Regions from separate parts of the Capsicum annuum genome. Here region 2 is linked to region 1. The links are chromatin contacts, called in public Hi-C maps. All regions are on one chromosome and are shown on one strand. Each heading gives the region's core, a stretch centred on a gene start, on an enhancer-like site or on the middle of the called end of the contact. The rest is flanking DNA. Distances are from core to core; before and after follow the strand shown.

Region 1 (4,279 bases), core at 178-2,677:
TGTTCAATACCTCTAAAATCAGCGAGCCAACAAACTAGATTAGTAACACAAGCACAAGAACAAAAAGAACACAAAGTTTCGGTTTGGGACACCAAACCCGATAATGAACAACAACAAAAATGATATAGAGATAGATAGATAGTTAACTTGACATACAAATGTACAAACACTGTGAACCTAAGTGTATATTAAACACAAAGACCCAAAATTCATACAAGTAACATCAAGCTCTACGGTGACCTCAAGGGAACGGGACCAAGCAATCAACGTTTCAAAACTAGCATCAACACAAGTGATATCCACACTTGTTACAAGGAATCCACCTTGCAGGACTCTCTCTCTACAGCTCTCAAAATATCATCAAAGTTATGAACAAAAGACCTAATATGTTCTGCCTATAGTCTAGGTTAACTTATTACAAAATTACTATAATGCCCTTAATGAACCAAGACAAAGGGGCGGCCTTGGAGTGTGCATATTGGACGGCTTTAGAGTGTTGAGACTTGTTCTCTACACTTCAAAGCTTGTTCCATTGGTTGGCCAGCCACCCGAGCTCAAGCCTTTACGTATTGGTCCACAATTACGATTGTACTTGTATCACTGTAGATTTTTCTTAACAATTGTTGATGATAAGTCTAGAATGACTTGGGTGTTTTTGATGAAGTTTAAAAGTGATGTGTTTCAGATTCTTAAGTGTTTCTTTGCCTTAGCTTTGAACCAGTTCAATAAGTTTATTAAAAGGGTAAGATCAGACAATGACACTGAATTCTTCAACAGGGTATATAAATCTTTATTTGAAAGTTTGGATGTTATTCATGAAAGTTGTTGTCCACACGCTCCATAATAAAATGGAGTTGGTAGGGAGAAAACACAGACACATACTTGAGGTGGATAGAGCACTTAGGTTCCAAAGATTTATACCAATTAAATTCTGGGTTGAGTGTGTCCTAGCAGTTGTTTACCTATTGAGGTGCTGTATTTCATGGCCATCAACCTAGTACTTTTATTATTGTGGAATTATAATAATTTTTAAAATTAAATATTTATTTATTTACCGTCTAAATTATGGTTAAAATCTTTGACTAATTATATTTTAATTATTAAATTAACTTGTGTCACCGGTCCTTAATATAAGCAAGAATTTTAAAAAAATGGAGAAAATAAAAAAAAAGGAGCCAAATTTTTCAGAATTTAAGTTTTGTATAATGTTAGTGTATATTTTATACTATTAAATATATTTAATTTGAAGATTATCTAATTTTTTCTTTTTAAATTTTTATATAAAAAATTAAATAACATACGGATTAAATTTTACTTGAGAGCGTAAATATTTTTGTCCCCGACATTTAAACTCACTGGAGGCAGATTAGGATATTGATTAGAAACGTCTATTGTGATTGAAGAGGTGTAGGACAGGTGTTAAGATATTCCGTTTGCTATAATATAAAAAAAGTATAAATGTTGGTCAATAGAACAAGTTCGATTGACTTAGACTTGTTCAACAATTAAACAAAAAAAAAAAGGAGTTTGTGGAAAAATACTTTATTTTATTTTAAGATATTTAAATACACTAAGAAAAGTCGTTCCGCGATGATTTTTTTTTCTTTCTAAATAAGAATTTTCTGCATACCAAATGCATCCATCATTATGCATGGTACATACGTGATACGTCGTCCTTCGTATAATGATTGCATAATTATGTGATAAAAATGAATTCCACGTCTAATTAATACTCCCTCCATTTCATAAAAAAAGAAATCTATTTTTTTTAATCCGTTTAAAAAAAATAATTTTTTTTTATTTTCTGACAATACTTTAATTTCAACTTTTCACGTGACATGTTTAGGACCACAAGATTAAAAAATATTTTAATGTATTTAACATAACTTTAATTTAAGACCACAAGATTCAAAAGTCTTCTTTATTTTTCTTAAACTTTATGCTAAGTTCTTTTTTTAAACGGAGGGAGTAATATAAGAGCCGGTGTTTTAAATAGGGCCTCATGATACAAAAGAAAACAAATAAATACTTTATTTAGAGGTACATTTTATATACTATTATTTATTGATGGTATTAGAATTGTGAAATACCTTTGAGTTATATCATATATTGATTTACCGTAGCATGTAGTATCTATACGTTTTAATTTATATATAATATTTTTTCTCTTAATATATCTCTAAAAGGATCAATGTTATATTGTTATTCATCATATTTCCAAATTAGAATTAATTTAAATTTCAGGTTTTTATTTTATTTTAATAAAATAATTTATAATCAAATAAATATTTATAATTTGTTTTAAATAACAAATTTCAATTTTTTTAAAAAATTAAATGCCTAATTAAACATCGCCACATAAATAAACACGGAACAATACTAATTAAGATTTTAAATTTAAAAACATGCATGTAGTTACACTGTCGTGAATTATAAAAAGCTTTTTATGCAGTTTAAAATTATCGGTGGTACCATGTGTATGAAATACTTGAAATTAAGTATATGTATTCAAATTTTTAAATTTTAGGAATTTTAATAATATTAATATTAAATAAAATAATACTTGTGCTCACTGTCAATCATTATAAAAAATATAAATATCTTAATAGTACATAAATACTCTATGATCTATAAAAAACAAAAACGACAGGATAGAGTAGACCATAGTAATTAATCCAAAACTAACACCTAGACTGTTAATTGTATTAAAGTATGCAAATGTGTTCTCATCAAAACATAGTGAAAAGAGAGAGCACCCCATGTATCTTCATTTTGAGCCATTAGCCACTTTTACAGCTATCTTCATAGCAACTTTCCTGATTTGTACCATCAAATTCCGTTGGTTCCGTTCTGACAAATACTTGCCGCCGCCGTTCAACCTCGGCCACATGGCACTGGTAGTGAATTGATCACGGTAATAAGTCCGGATCGAGGAAAATTCAAATTCACACTTGAATCCCACTAGCTCACCGAAAATTAGGCCTTTCATCCCTGTTTTTCTAATCGGACTCGACAAATAAAGCACTGAATTGGCGAACTATTTCAGAATATACGTCCAAAAAGCCAGTTGCTTTTACTGTGCTGTCTGCCTCGACTATATGAACGACGGCGACAAGTGTAGGGAACTGCCCAAATGTGGCCATGCTTTCCACGCAAAGTGCGTGGACGCGTGGCTAGAGCGCAATTGGACGTGCCCAATTTGTAGAAAGCAAGTTACTGATGAGCTACCCAAGTGACTAGGTGAAAACACTATATTCTCTTTTATAGTTTCACGTTGTCAAGAGTTCATAGCTAAGATTAATGCTCGTGCTGAAGAATTCATGATTGTTCTGTTCGAAAGCGGTGTTCTTGAACATCTTTGAATGATGTTTCTTCCGATTTTTTCAATGTATTTCATTAATTTTTGTTTCATATTAGTTTTGATTCAAATTTTGTTCAATATTTTTTAGTCTTTTGCACATGTTAAATAACTTTTTTTTTGTTTCTCATTTAATGTATGTATGTGAGCAAGTATTATGGTTTTGTTATAAAATAATAAAGAACAAGAAGAAGAATAGAGAGAGTGATTCTTATTTCTTTTCTTGAGGGATGATTTACAATAAAGGAAGCTCTTCTATTTATAGGGAGAATTTGCCCCTAGTTTCACATTAAAAGACAAATACATCAAATCCTGATAGACATCAAATAGATCTTGATAGATCTTGATAGACATTCACTATAATGTAAATACATTTATAACACTCCCTCTGAATATCTAGATAGATAATATGCCTCGTTAAAACCTTACTAGAAAAAATCCAATGGAAAAAAAATCTAGTGAAGGAAAAAGAGTACACATCTCCAACAATACGCATTTTAGCGGCCTCATTAAAAACCTTACAAGGAAAACCCAGTGGGACAAAACCTCGTAAGGGAAAAAAAGTACAACACATATTAACTTCCCCTAATGAGAACATCCCTGAACCTTTGCATCCCGATCTTGTGCGCCATCTTCTTAAAAGTTGTAATTGGAGAAGACTTGGTGAATAAATCAGCCACATTTTCACTTGAACGAATTTGTTGCACGTTAATATCACCATTCTTTTGTAGCTCATGTATATAGAAAAGTTTTGATGAAGTGTGCTTCGTTCTATCTCCTTTTATGAATTCTCCATTAAGATGTGATAAGCATGATGTATTATCTCCGTATAAAATTGTGGGTAGATTGTCATATTTCACACTATATTTTTCTCGAATGAGATGTATCATGGACCTCAACCATACATATTCTTGGCTTGCT
Region 2 (4,781 bases), core at 1,874-4,373, 84 kb before region 1:
CAATGTGTTCCTTAAGTCTCTCGCGTTTGTGGTAGCAACGGAGATCACCTTGCTGGTTCCTCGATGCATGACTTTTGCATGGATAAATCGTTTTGAAAAGAAAACATTTAGTAAAAAGGGTCTCATATACATATCTGTCCGTTGTTTCCATGACTTCCTGTTGGGCTTTTTTGCAGCTTCACTCCGGGATCTTCTTGTCCATGCAGCCTCGACGACAAATTTCTACAGAACATGAACAAGTACATTCTCAAAAATCCACATCAAACAAGCTATCCATGCTGCAGTTTCTAAGTCCTATCGTTTCTATCTGTTATCCATGCTAAGCTAGGATGTAAACATGTCAGAATACGCCATGCTATACATAATACATTGAGTACATCATATTTTGATCCGAACACTTATTTCTTCTTAGAGCAAGCACCTTATCCAACCAAAATGATGATCCTTGGTCTAAAAGTTACCCAACTTGAAAGAATCTTGCCTCCTAACCTCTTTATAATATTGAGCAAAATAATTGTCTTCTAAACATGACTTGGTCTAAAAGATATGTACTTGCTGAAAAAAGTTAGCTGAGGCAGCTATGCCATTACGCAGGCAATGAAGAAACAGAATGGATACGATTTTGAAGTCAACTACAATAAGCCAGATAAAGATATTCAAATTTCACTCAATTCTAGAAGTTACTTTCCATAAATCAGCACATCTGTTTAATAATTAAGTAAGAAAAAGAACATATAAACAAGCCAAGCAATACTCAAAAGAAACCTCCGCATGTGAATATTGCTTTCCAGAGTATAATTGCTGGTAAAGATGACAGAAACATGACGCCTCAAATATATCGTGTGGTAACAAAAATGTATTGTTTTGTGGTATATCTTCGGTTCATATTTCGTCAATCAATCCTTCTTAATTCACATCTTTGTTGACAGAATTTCTAATACCAGGTCAAGGTGAGATAGCGAATGAAACTACAACTCGGTTCCAAAAAAGAAAGCCAAAGGGCCAATCTTTGAATAGGAAAAAGAATGGATCTTCAGGGTCCCAAATGAATTGGCTTATACCAAAAAGACCTTGTTCTTTGGAAGATCTATCTTGTGCTTGGTATGTACTAACTCTATCCTAAAACAATTTAAAGAAAAATTGTTTGCCAATTCTGAAGCTCAAAATATTACATAAACAGCTGCAGTACTAGTGGATCAAGCTAACCTTATGTCAGGATACACTAAAGCTGCAGCAAGCATTAAGTTATTTAAAAAGGTCTTAGTAGATTTAGGCAGATACATTCCAGTTCTGGTCTAACAATATTTACACGGGTCAGGAACTTCATCAAGCACTCTCTACTTTACTACGCTCACGTGAAGACATTCAGACTCTCGTGACTGCAAATATCAATGTTGAAAAGAAGGAACATATTAGCAACTGTTTGGACAATCCCTTTGCCCATCTTTACGTCCTCATTTCGACCACCTTCTTTTTTCCCTTCCCCGGAGGAGGTGTCTGTTCAATCAGAAACTAAGAAACTACAAGGGTCTCTGAAATGGAAGTTGGGGAGTAATGGGGTTTTTTATGTCAAGACCTTCTATGATAAGCTTTTGGTGAGGGAGGTGGAGGCCTTCCCCGTAAAGTCGATTTGGATTCCTAAGGTGCTAAGAAATGTGTTTTTTCTCATGGTTAGCTGCTAGAGGAGTGATTTTGACGGTGGAAAACCTTAGGAAAAGCAAGTTCATATGCATTAAGCTGGTGCTTCTTATGCAAGGAGACGGGTGAGGATGTTGATCATCTGCTACCACATAGCAACCTGACTTCGAAACTGTGCTGGGATATGTTTAACTGGTTTGGTATGTCTTGGGTGATGCCTAGCCTCCGGCCCCTTATTTATTTTTGGTGCACCTATATGTAGTGCCGGTTTGTGTAGAGGATTGGGTGTCTCGTAATTGTAGGTTCTTTACTTTTTGGCATACGGTCGATTCTGGCCTTGTGATTAATGAATCTATTTACCTGATCCAAAAAAAAAAAAGAAATCTCTGTATTGCCTGAGAATGAACACTTGTGTCATATGGGCTTTTGCTTCCGAATTTCTCAAACGTCTAAATTCCATAAAAATCCAATCTTTAAAAAGGAACATTGTCATTTCAGCTGAATTTTAGAAATTGGATGGTTCTCTTCTGTCCAGCTCCTATGTTTTCCACATCAATCAGAAGAAAAGACTTAAAAAAAAAAATCTCCTTGAATTAACTGATATCATTGCGATTGTATCCCTACTCCGTAGCAACACAACGACAACAACATACCCAGCGTAATCACACAAGTGGTGTCTCGATAGTGTGTACGCAGACCTTACCTCTTCCTCAGCAACACAAAAGACCAAAAATAAAAGAGGGATTGGGGAGGAGCAATCAGATAAGGTGGAAACATATAGTTACAGTTAAGCAGAAACACAACGAAATAATCAAACTATTGTGCCCTCCTTCACATTTTGTTCGACTTAGTTACTATCTACCATCACTAATATTCCAACTTTGTTCAAAAATTTGTTTGCCCATTCACTCTTTATATTAAAAAAAAATGCAGACTGATTCTAATTAGAGCAAGAAAGTGACAGAATAAACCAGAAATTACAGGGCAAAAAATACCCTCAGAAAATAAATAAAATAGTAGAAATAGATGAAGAAAGACAGAAAGAAGATACCTGGTGGAGAGAGAGATTTGAAGGGAAGGGTGTTGAAGAAGAAGACGAAGAAATATTGAGTTGGGGTAAAGAAGAAGACCATGAAAGGGAATTGGGTTTTTGTGATTGAAGGAATTCAGATGAGAGGGAGAAACATAGAGTAGGTGCAAATGATGAAGAAGCCATTCTTCCTCACTCTTCTTCACTAAGCTATTCCTATCCCTGTCAACACAAAACAACACGCACCATATATGGCCTACTACTCCCCCCTCCCTTAGCTTTTTAGATGGAGTAGCCAGGAGTAACAAAAATTAGTGTCCAATCAAAATTAAGCCACAATTTCAATTAGTTTAGTACTATAAATGAAAAGTAATCACTTTGTAATACTCTCTTTTAACCCCATATTAATTGATTATCTTATCAAAAATAAATGTCTCATATAAAATTGTTACCTTGTTAGATCAAATTAGAAATTGTATATATACATACAAATTCACTTTAGAGATTACATATGGGCTTGAAATTTATTTTGTATACAAATACAAGTCTTTAGAGAGATTTGTATTTGAGCCTCAAAGTTCGTCCTCAAACATATATGAATCCCAAAAGTCGAAATATACTATTTAATCTAAATGTTAGCTGTAAATCATAATTATTTTAAATATTAGCTATTTTAGATAATTATCAGTTGATGTTTTCAATTGCACATATTTTTTCCTATTGTATTGGATGCGTAACTTTTTTGTTCGACCAAGATGAATAACTACTTAACTAGGTGTACCATCTTACAATCTTATCCTAATGGGCCTCTATGCATCCCTCATACTGGCCACTAAGCCCAAATAAACTTGCATAGGCCCATTTAAGAGGGCAGCTCCTAAGTTCTATTGGGCTCTTTCCTGCTGGACCTTCGTGCTAAGTCTACCAAGGTGCTTTGTACTAGTCTAAGTGTGCATCGGTCGGTTCGATTTGATTTTATACGTTATTGGTTCGATTTATCAGTTTTTCATTTTTGAATATGCAAAATCAATAATCAACAAATAAGATATTTTTTATCGATTTTTTGTCCTTAATGGTTCGATTTTCAATTTAACCAATAAAAAAATACTCATAAAATAAAAATAGTAACAACTAACATAAAAAAATAGAATCTTAGTTGTCGCCAAACTCCTACACAATATATATATAAGTAGTATAGTTATTTATATATATATATATATATATATATATATAACATAAATTGGGGTAAAACAATAATTTAGTATATCCTTATTGAGTTATCAGTTAACCGATAACCCAATAAGCTAAAATCGATCCATTAATCCAATAATTTTTTTTATAAGATCAATAAAAAAATTGTCAACCCAATAACCCAATAACAATTTTTATCGATTCAATTTATCGGTTGATTCGGTTTTTGCACACCCCTACAAGTCTACAAGCCGAGGTATATAGCTGAATTACATCATATCTTCTTTCTTTTTTGCAAAATTACTAAAAACCTCTGAATAATTCATACGAGTACATAATTCTTTCAAATAAATCTCTTAATTTTATACAGATATATCATATTCTTTCAAATACATCTCTCAATTTTACACAAATACATTATATTCCACATAAATACATCACCTAACTATACACGAATACATCACATACTTCAATGATATATCCAAACTTTTAAATAAAATTAAGAATTTATATAATTATTCAAAAAGGTTGGATTTTAAGTAATTATGATAAAATAAATTGTGACATGATGTAATTTTTCCTTAAAAAAAAACAACAACAATAGCAGCAAGTAGGTTAATGTTACATCATTACTATGCTAAATTAATTCAATACAATTAGCTATTTTAAAATTTAATTTTGATCTTTCATAACATGATAAATCAATAATTATCATTTATTTGACTTCAACTTATATATACTCACATAATAATATTTATTGATGAAATTAGGACGAAAATTAAACCGCCTATGATAATTCACAATTTATTACCTTGATGCACTTTAGAAAATCATGACATCGACTTTCCAAAAAACAATTCAGATACTAAGTCGTTCCTCCTCTCCATGTTCTTTCACATGGTTTCCACTTTTTAGTCCTTTC

What was found. Hi-C and Micro-C count contacts between places; a contact is called where the count stands out from the background.
Region 2: a Hi-C map of bud shows a contact between it and region 1, with 2.3 times the contacts expected there. The contact joins the promoter of LOC107844240 here to the enhancer-like site in region 1. A contact is called at or near these places in 2 of 5 Hi-C or Micro-C datasets (bud and placenta).

Annotation. Positions count from the first base shown.
Region 1 is chr1:201,167,004-201,171,282 of UCD10Xv1.1, reverse strand. No RefSeq gene overlaps it. Among protein-coding and RNA genes, the nearest start is that of LOC124898712, 30 kb to the left of the region's middle. Within about 2 kb of position 1,427, at least 5 of the 5 cell types and tissues checked have an H3K27ac peak or open chromatin away from gene starts, as enhancers often do. A contact at or near this core is called in bud, where this site is marked.
Region 2 is chr1:201,251,707-201,256,487 of UCD10Xv1.1, reverse strand. It overlaps LOC107844240 (50S ribosomal protein L18), which reads right to left and starts at 3,123. Exons shown (of 2, transcript XM_016688703.2): 1 at 2,690-3,123; 2 at 1-222. The coding sequence starts at 2,854.